Linked DNA regions of Mus musculus: regions 1 and 3 are each linked to region 2. The links are chromatin contacts, called in public HiChIP or PLAC-seq maps. All regions are on one chromosome and are shown on one strand. The core of a region is the stretch at or near the end of the contact, and the rest is flanking DNA. Distances in the headings are between cores, read along the strand shown. Region 1 overlaps Gm29260 (a long non-coding RNA gene). Region 2 holds the start of Pantr2 (POU domain, class 3, transcription factor 3 adjacent noncoding transcript 2). Region 3 has its middle 150 kb from the start of Gm28175.

Region 1 (2,998 bases), core at 3-2,502, 790 kb after region 2:
CAACACTTCTCTTCTGCTCCATTTTCTCCTCCCCCCACTGATGAACTTCTTTGAAAACCACAAAGCTTAGGATCATCGTGTTTTCCCACCTAGAAGAAAATACACAAGAATAATTCAATTGCTCATGCACAAGAAGTTTAAACCTATTAAGAATTCTGTTGAACAGTCTCATAAAGGCTCATTGAGTCACAAATATAAAGCCAATAGTCTCTCTCTCTCTCTCTCTCTCTCTCTCTCTCTCTCTCTGTGTGTGTGTGTGTGTGTGTGTGTGTGTGTATGTGTGTGCGTGTGTGTGTGTCGTTATTGTAGAGATATGCTGTAGAATACAAATTGTGAAAGGAAATTAGTCAGTAGCAAGTGCCTGATGGTGAATGTCTCCTGTCTGTTTTATACTCATGTGTTTAAAGCAGTAACTTTTGTAAATTCCATTCCTTAGCTAGTCTCCCTCCTTCCCTGGTCTAGCTGTACACACAGACAGCACCTGAGCCCTGTCAGGCAACAGAGAACACCACACAGTTATTGCAATGGCTTTTTGACCACAGTGCCCTTCACAATTTTAAATGAAATTTGGAAGCCAGAAATACAGCCTGACTTCAAACTTTTGTCCACCAAGGCTTTTAGTACTGTTACGGCTTCCAGAAAGGTTTCTTGAGAATCATTAACTTTTTCGGAGACACGGCTTTTCCTTCTGTCCATAATGAGCTGCGTAACAGCTTAATGCAATGTTACTCTTAATTATCAAGGCCCTGTCTTTTAAATATCAGATTCCCCTCTCTGAACTGTCCTGCTCTCTCCTCAGAGGCTCATCTGTCACTGTAAATGCCATTACTGTATTCCTACTTCAGACGCAGGCTCACTCTTATCCCAAGCCTTATCTCTGTTTCCGTCCCCCTATTGGACCACAAAGATCCCTTTTGCAGAGCTTACAGCTGTATCCGCTTTCTACACGTGGCACATGATTGCTTCGGTAAAGGTATTTTCTGTTTCAATCTTGCATTTTCCCAAGGGGGAACAAAGGGGACAGGCTTTCTGGAGTTGGTTTCACTGAGAAAATTGTTTAGAATTGCCTCATTCCTCAGCAGATTAACGGATGCATACAATCCCAGCTTAAGTGCTATTGTACGGCACAATTTCTTCATTATACTTTGTCCTTTCCATTTAGAAAACCCCTCACCAATTAAAGTAATACAGCCTTCCAATACCTGCTCCCAATTAAACCTGAGCTGTACTGCCTGCCCCGATGCAGCTGGTCACAGGTTCTTACCACGTACCCGCATTCATTAGGCCTGTTCATTATCAGGGGATAGTGGCAGGAATTCAAGGCACTGCCTTCCTTTTTAGGACAACACCAAAATTATCAGCTTTCTACCCAAGGTCCCAATAAGGACAGGATTAAGTGTAAGGGGAAGGGATTCAGACAGTAGCAAACTGCCATTGTCCCTGGCCTCTCAGGTTCCCTCTATCTAAATGCATCAAAAGGATACAGTGCAGGTACAAAAGAATTCCCCTCTTAATTAAAGGATTACTTTCTCCCTCAGAGTATACCCCAGCTTTATGGCCGGCCCTCCTTCCTCAAGCTCTTTCTCCTAGAGCAAAGGAAGAAGGGCGACAGGAGAACTGAAAGTGACCAGGAAGTCCACTCCCTGAAGCTGTGGCACTTAAGACGGGGCTTTCGAGCTTCAGGCTAGGCTCCACTTTTTGGGGAAAAGGTTATTTTTTCTATCCACAGCTTTAAAAGTCTCTGAGACCTATATCTGGGTCCTTTCAGCGAAATCTTGCTAGTGTATGCAATGGTGTCAGCATTTGGAAGCTGATTATGGGATGGATCCCTGCATATGGCAATCACTAGATGGTCCATCCTTTCGTCACAGCTCCAAATTTTGTCTCTGTAATCGGCCATCACTGCAAAGAGAGGCCCATTGGACTTGCAAACTTTATATGCCCCAGTACAGGTGAACGCCAGGGCCAAAAAGGGGGAGTGGGTGGGTAGGGGAGTGGGGGGGGGTGGGTAGGGGGGACCTTTGGGATAGCATTGAAAATGTAAACGAGGAAAATACCTAAAAAAAAAAGTCTCTGAGAAAGGAGTGAGGTGTGGGTAGGCAGACTATCAACTGGGACTTAAGTACTAATGGGGCATAGTGACATCCGTGGGTGTTCCTGGATAAATTTCAGCCTGCCTGTGACCACATACAAGTGTGGGTGCACCACCACATTCTTGTACTTTCATAGTGAAGAAAGCATAGTGGTTATTCCTAGGGAATGACTCAGATTTTTCTCTCATGGTTCTTGAGCAGAGAAGGGCAGGGGGAGCAAAAGCAGGTGGGGAGAGGCGTGCCACAGACTAGAAAAGAGAAGCCTCTTCAAACGCACTCCAGAGAAAATTCAGGAGACAAAGAAGCGCAGTCAGCCTGCCAGGGTAGCCTCCATGAGACAATAAGCAACACAGAAAGCCTGTAGGTCCCACAAGCAGAGCTCCCAGAATTCAAAGACAGAGTCTGAAAACTCCCTCAGTCTCTAGGCATTCTGGGGGCAGCAGAGCATCTTAGACATCTCCTAGGTCGTTTGTCTAGAATCTAAGTAGCCTCTGCCTGTGCCTGACAGGGGGTACTAAAATGTCCTCTCCAAATGCTGGAATGGTATCTTCTAGCATTCTTGAACAATCACTTACCTTTGGGCATTGAAATTTTAAAAAGGGACCAGTACCCTCTAGGACTTTGTGTCTAGAAACATTGACTGTGGAGAAGCCACAGACTGCTCTGCAGAGAAGAGAGATGAACTGCTGGGTGCTGGGTGCTGGGTGCTGGGTGCTGGGTGCTGGGTGCTGAGTGCTGAGTGCAAACTGGCTCTCAGAAACTTTAATGGATCCTTATTGTATACATACGAATCTTATCAATGAACAGCACCATATGCATATACAAGGCTTTTTCTTCCTGGGGGGGGGGGTTGTATATTAGTGTTTTCCTCTCAATTAACTTCTAGGCAATTTTCCCAGCTAAAT
Region 2 (3,079 bases), core at 514-3,013:
CTTCTAGACCCACTGCTAGGCTAAATCTCTAGATTGCACACTTTGAAGTGGTTGCTATTACCTTTATTCTTCTGCTTCCTTCTGTCTGCAAAAGCTTAGGCTCACGGGTTTTCATTTCAGAAAACCAGCGCACCTCATGCGAATTCATGAGACTTCCCATCTCAGGCCCAAAAGAAAACCATAAAGACTTTGAATGATACCAGAACCCTATTCAGGCAGGTGTGACACCAGGGAACCTGGCAAGCAGTCCTACCAGGAGTGGAAGAGAAGGTCCAAGAAGCAGCCTACAACTGCCCCAGGGCTCTGGAAAGGTGAGCCTGCGAGAGTGGTCAAGTCTGGAGTTCTAGGGGACGAGAGTTGTGAGAGTAAGAGAAGGGAAGTCAAGGCTTGAGAGTGTGGATAGAGTTGGGGAAAGGACTCTCCGGAGCCCAGCCTGGGCACCTCACAGGTCCTAACCTCCACCCACTTTCAACTTTTTGCTGTTCCCGTTAGATGGCGCTCAAGACTTTCTAACCATTTGTGAAAGTGCTCCTGGTCCGGAACAAAAAGAGCCTTATCGAGAGAGAGAGTGTGGAGTGGGCGTGAGCGGGGGGGGGGGGGGGGGGGCTGGGGGGGGGGATGTGGGGGTGAAAGCACACCAGGGCGCGGGCGTCGCCTGGCACCAGGAGGAGCGGTCACGGGTCAGCTGGCCCCGGGCGGGGGTGCATCCCAGGCAGGGCCTCCTCCGCAGCGGGCCCAGAACTTTCTCTGCTTCCTCTTCCTTTCCCATTCCGCTTTTCTCCTGGTCCCTGCTGAGCAGTTGGCAGATGGGTTTCGGCCTCCGGAAGGCCGAGGACTGCACATCTATGCAGGCCCTCCGTGCTCTGGAAGAAAGAGGCCTGGAATTGAGCAGTGGCGCTGGGGTTCAGACCAATTCTCCCCACGAGTACCCCCACAAGGGTTCTGAGTTCTCAAGCTCCAGCTCTGCACATCAGCCATGGGACAGGTGCAGGTTTTGTTTTAGGCTCTCAAAGTGATGTTTCTAAGTTCCCCGAGTGCATGTTTCAAGCAATACAGAGCAAACTTTCTGGTCCCCGGGCGGATGACGCCTGAATGAAGTCAAACCACCGTCCTTTTAAAACTATAAAATGAAAGAAACTAATGAAAGGCCCTGGAAACCCTGAAGCATTAGATGTGACCACTTATTTTTAAATAATTATGCGACGAGTGATCGGGGCTTCCAAAGCTTTCCAAATATCTCTTCTTTCGCAGTCTCTAGGAAGTGTCTTGACTGTAGGCGAGCGGGTACTCTGATCTTTCCCTTCCCTTCCCTTCCCTGTTCGCCCAAGTGTTCAGGAGCTGTGTGCCCGGTTACCCCTAGGACCGGAGGGAGCAGACACCTTCCTTTGTGAGTCCCCCTGGCTGGGAACTTTCCCGCGCGGCGGGTTCCCCTTTAAGAAAGTAGCGATTGCTATGAATATTTAATGCGGAGCTGGAGCCCGTCGGGCCGAGGGGAGACCCGGCCCGCGCTCTGCGGCCGGGGCGTAGCTCTAGCTCATCCCCCACCAGTTCAGCCACGGTAGGATGAGGAGGATGAGGGTTTGCGGGAGGAAAAGCTTTGGAGAGATGGGGTGCGGGACTATGGAACCCGCTTGAGTCCAGTAGGCCAGCGCGGGTCATTTCCATAAGAAAGCCGCAACCCAGCTGGAGGCTGCGGTTCTTCATGGCCTCCCTGCCCCCACCATCATTGGCAGCGTGTCGCGGGCTTCTCTGCAGCCTAGATCTAGGCGACTGGTGTGGATTGGTGTTGATGAGATGTGGCTTCCAGCGTTGCCCGACTCAGACCTGTTTCCAGTCTGGATGGAGCGGACCGACTGTGTGGGGTGAGTCCAGGGTGCGGCGGAGCCAGTAAGAGTTGAGGAGAGCGCGGGGAAGCTAGTCCGTAGTGGGCACCTCGGATTAGGAAGTCCTGAGAAGTACTCTGAAGCGGGGTGTGAAGAGAGAGTACTGGGAGAAGGCCTAGGAAGCTAAGCCGTCCTTGCTGCCCCTCTCAAATCCCCGGAGCTTTCGCTTTCAGTGGGTGACCCTCTTCCAGCGAAGGGATGGAAAGTGAACTTGGTCGGGCATTTGATCTAGCTAGCAAAGCGGTTCTTTTCTGTGTACATTGAGTACATTGAGTTTCTTCTCTGCTTTCAAGAGCCCACGCACGATGGCCACGCATCTTCAGGTCTATCAAACACACACACACACACACACACACACACACACACACACACACACACACATACACACACACATCTAGAGAAATTAAAACCTAGATCTATAGTGTTCAAAAAAAAAAAAAAAGCAAAGCAGAGGAGATAATGTGTGAGACAGCCGTCTTCACTTTGCCTTCTATTGGGAAAAGTTGCCTGAGAAGGAATAACTTCCCTTTTATGGATTCTGAACCACCTGTACTTTGCTACAAAGCTTAGTTGGGTCACAAATAAAACACCAGTTACATCGAGCAATGAAACCAATTACAACTATTAACAACTTTATTACTTATGATTAGACTTGAGAACTTTAAACTCAGACAATATGATCGAGTTATTTTTCAAACCAGCTAAGATTTTTACACCATCCCTCCCCACTCCACTTCCTACCCCTGTCCCCAAGAAGTAAGAAGAGTAGAAATGATATTTCAGGGAGTTTGTATGTATCCGTGGTCAATATTATATTTGTTTCTTTTAGTAAAGTTTGTTGCTTCTTGTACCTAATGGTACCTTGATTCCTGATTCTGTCGAGTTATGGAGAGCATAATTGAAGATGGCTGGTTACAACCGACTTGGTTTGGATGTGGAATTGGGGCAAGCACTCTCTCCCAGTACTCTAGTAATGCTGAAAACCCAAATCTATTTAAAAGGACAAGTTGTTTTAACTTCTACCACAGATGGGGTGAGAGGAACAAGTGAAACTCAACAGCTAAGGAGAAAATGAAGAACTAGTGCTACGTTTTCCACGTTCTTTTTGCTCCGGGGTTGACATGGCATTTGGTGAGTCTTTCCTGAGACTGTGGCTGTCTGGAGAGGGGAAAGTATCAGAGAAGTTTTACCAGTCT
Region 3 (3,227 bases), core at 53-2,552, 600 kb after region 2:
CCTTCTTGTCACCAGGAAGATAACCAAACACTACTTTCCCTTCAATTAATTAAAAGAATAAACTAAGGTAGGAGAGATGGTTTCACAGTTAATCGCATAGGCTGCTTTTCCGAGTACCTAAATTTGATTCCCAGCGCCCACAATCACCCGGAACTCTACTTCCAGGGATAGCCAACAGTTTTCCCTAACCTCTGTGGACTCCAGAAACACACATTATGTATAAATATACATGCAAAACACCCGAACACATATAAAACAATAAATTATAGTTCTAAAATGAACTTTTGCCTACATCTTTTTTAAAGAAAAAAATAGCATCTTGTAAAATATCCTATTTTAAAGCTTGCATTGGGATCTATTATTGGTGTCCTGCTGATGCTCTGCCATTGCCAGGGCTGGTCCTGAGGCTGACATTTACTGCCAAACAGTAGAGAAGGTGCTTCCTTCTGTTTCTAGGCTCTGTCTGATCATAAGAACTAGAGGGAGCTGGTGTTTGAGTTATAAAGTCTCGCTCTGACTCCATCTGGGGCAGCTGATTTCTTTGTTGGTTTATTTTGCTTCTTGATTTTGTTGTTATTGTTCTGTTTGTTTGTTTTCTGGGGATCTTTTAAATAAACTTCCAGTTCCCCCTTCCTAAGAGTTCTGTTCAGCCTTTTTGTTTCCAGCCACTTGCTCTAATTTCAGGAGTTGATTCTATTCTGTTAAGGGCACGGGTTACCCAGCAGAGTCTAGTGTCCACAGAAGCCTTGGAAGCAGTTTCTAATTCCTAGCGTTCTGCTTTCATCTTTCCTAAGAACTTCATTCGCTGCTGCTTTTTGCCTCCGTTGACATAGCCGAGCAGGGCCGTGGTTCACCCTCTCATGACTATGAAGCCTTTTCCTGTATTCCTAAATGGAAAGGCATGTCTATCTACGATGAAATATTATTCTCCCTCCAAGTCCCTACCGAGGGTCTTACCTTGGCTCACTTTGTGGCTTTCTCTCTCTGGCTATTTTTCCTAGAGAGATGCAAAGACATTTAAGGTTAACGTAAGCTTCTTAATGCACAGAACATGAAAGGATTCTACTCTCCTTTGCTTAGAGTTTAAAATCTACAAACTCGGTTTCCACCCTAGAGTGAATTTGGTAGCTAGCCCAGACTCCTGTGTCTCAAGGCAACCTTGTTGGTTCTCCTGGTCCCAGTGTCATGGAGTGCTTAAGCCTGGTGCTATTGCAGTGGAGAGGCACGGTCCTGACCGGATGATCCATACAGTCTGCCAGACTGGGGAACACAGTAGAGGTCAGTTGCCAAGGTCACAGTTGTCTCATAGGGATCTTCTAGACAAAGCTGCTCTGCCTGACTGAGAAAGTAGGTAAGTTCGCTAGTGCAGAAGACCAGTCAAAAGAACAACACGTTCCTCAGAATTCTGTCCTTGCACACCATGGAATTGTCAAAGGTTACCTAGAGGCCAGTAAACAGAACAATAGCACTAACACTGTGTGAGCCTATTTGGGGAAAAAGATTGTTTCTGAATGATGCTCAGAACTCAACTGCTCTTAAATACAACTTCTCTTTGAAATGTTCATTTTATAATCTGATAAAGCCCAGAAGCAGTTCTTCTAAAATAAGGATAAATTTTAATGGAAGCACCAAACCATCTTATAAATTGTACATGTGCATACATGTATATTTATTTAAAATGTCTATTATATAACACTCTCTTAAAAATGTTTCTGATTCTGTGGAGAGAGACTATCTTAAGAGTGCCTTCCAAAAATTACAATTATTCTAAACACTGTATGATGGTTTAGGCAATTCGGTGTAGGTGGGTGGTCCTTAGACATGGTTCTTTGGCACATATCACAGCAGTGGTATTGATTTTATTAGCCTGTCAAGTCTACCTTTACAATATAGAATTAGATAGATATTCTGTGGAGTGGGTAGGCAATAAAGGAGCCAAGAAAGAAACCAAAATGAGTAGATTTCAAACAAAACAATCACAAAAAGTGTTTCAGCTTGTTTAGCCTTTGAATTCCAGTGAGAAAGTCCCAGGCTTCCCATTGTCTCCCAGATTCCCTCGAAAAGAAGTGATATTGTTTTTTTCTTTAAAAAAATGTAGCCTTTGTTTTTTCATGGTAGAAAATCCTAGTTAGCTGGGGGGAGGTTTTGAAGGCGCCTTTAGAAGAAGAGGAAGGTATAAAAGGCTTTTCAGGGGACTGTGGGAAGGCTGGACTTGCCTGGAGATGGAATTTGGAGCACAATGGCTCCCTGAAAAACTGTCAGTCAGTTTTCGAGGTGGAATTTAAATAACTCCATTGTTTTCTCAGAACTCCTGCTTTGTCCACCCTGTTGTCAGAATTACCACTCCATTGACGGCTTTCTAAAGCGTTCACTTTCAAGATTCTTCATTGAGTATTATATTGGTCTATAGGAGACTTCACTTGTTTATTGGAATAATGGGACCTATAAGTACGAATCCAGGGTCAAGAAATTCAGTTTGAGTTTCCAGTGGGAAAACTCAAAGGTATAAATCATTTCAAGACAATAATAAGACATCTTGTTGAGGAAAGAAAAATAAAACTGACACAAAGTAAGGATTGGCCTTAAAAAGTAATGGCTATAAAAGCCACACAAATAAAATCATGACTTTACTTCCCCTTAGAATTGCAGACATATTTAACAGCCAAAAACAAAAACAAAAACAAAAAAACAAAACAAAACCAAAACACACATGCACACACACACCAAGCACATCAGGCATTACCCATTACACATGGGGGACAGAGTACAACTTGTCAGGTTTCCCATCCACCGTGTAGGTCCTAGGATCAACCTATTGAGTCATCTCATTTATTGTTTTATTGTAAATCATGAATTAGCATTGGATCTTGTTATTTTTCTGCTTGTATCAATATGACTGCGGAATTTTTATTTGTTATCTTAGCTAGGGTTACGTGTCTTATTATTTGACTCTTGAACATTGCATCATTCTAGTGTACATTCCATGAATCTTTATTTACTGCTATGTACAATTCTTTTTACTCCTGGTTGAGCTGAATTGTTAATGCTTTGCTGAGGACTTTTAAATCTGTGAAACCAAACCCTATTTTTTTTTTTTAGTAACAGTATCTTCATCTTGTTTTGCCACATCATTTTAAACTTTTAATCCCTTCTCTCCATAAAGACTCTTTTTTGACACACATTAGCAGGCTGCTGTGAATCTGTTTACACTGCACAGCAGAGCACAG

The links. HiChIP or PLAC-seq counts read pairs in DNA pulled down with a chosen protein or histone mark.
Region 1: a contact with region 2 is called in an H3K4me3 HiChIP or PLAC-seq map of embryonic forebrain, with 9 times the contacts expected there. The contact joins the enhancer-like site here to the promoter of Pantr2 in region 2. A contact is called at or near these places in 3 of 39 promoter capture datasets (cranial neural crest, hippocampal neurons and liver), 1 of 484 Hi-C or Micro-C datasets (liver), 9 of 115 datasets of contacts at active chromatin or transcription factors (craniofacial prominence, embryonic basal ganglia, embryonic forebrain and 6 more) and 2 of 9 other capture datasets (embryonic tail and embryonic trunk).
Region 3: an H3K4me3 HiChIP or PLAC-seq map of embryonic midbrain shows a contact between it and region 2, with 5 times the contacts expected there. The contact joins the enhancer-like site here to the promoter of Pantr2 in region 2. A contact is called at or near these places in 1 of 39 promoter capture datasets (liver) and 7 of 115 datasets of contacts at active chromatin or transcription factors (astrocytes, embryonic brain, embryonic forebrain and 4 more).

The regions. Positions count from the first base shown.
Region 1 is chr1:41,917,000-41,919,997 of GRCm38.p6, reverse strand. It overlaps Gm29260 (a long non-coding RNA gene), which reads right to left. Exons shown (of 6, transcript XR_373362.3): 5 at 1-89. Among named protein-coding and RNA genes, the nearest start is that of Gm29260, 180 kb to the right of the region's middle. Within about 2 kb of position 1,252, at least 10 of the 459 cell types and tissues checked have an H3K27ac peak or open chromatin away from gene starts, as enhancers often do. A contact at or near this core is called in craniofacial prominence and embryonic forebrain, where this site is marked.
Region 2 is chr1:42,712,138-42,715,216 of GRCm38.p6, reverse strand. It overlaps Pantr2 (POU domain, class 3, transcription factor 3 adjacent noncoding transcript 2), which reads left to right and starts at 1,763. Exons shown (of 4, transcript NR_110495.1): 1 at 1,763-1,862; 2 at 2,912-3,014. All of the region lies in intron 1 of Gm46091 (predicted gene, 46091), which reads right to left.
Region 3 is chr1:42,106,711-42,109,937 of GRCm38.p6, reverse strand. No RefSeq gene overlaps it. Among named protein-coding and RNA genes, the nearest start is that of Gm28175, 150 kb to the left of the region's middle. Within about 2 kb of position 1,302, at least 7 of the 459 cell types and tissues checked have an H3K27ac peak or open chromatin away from gene starts, as enhancers often do.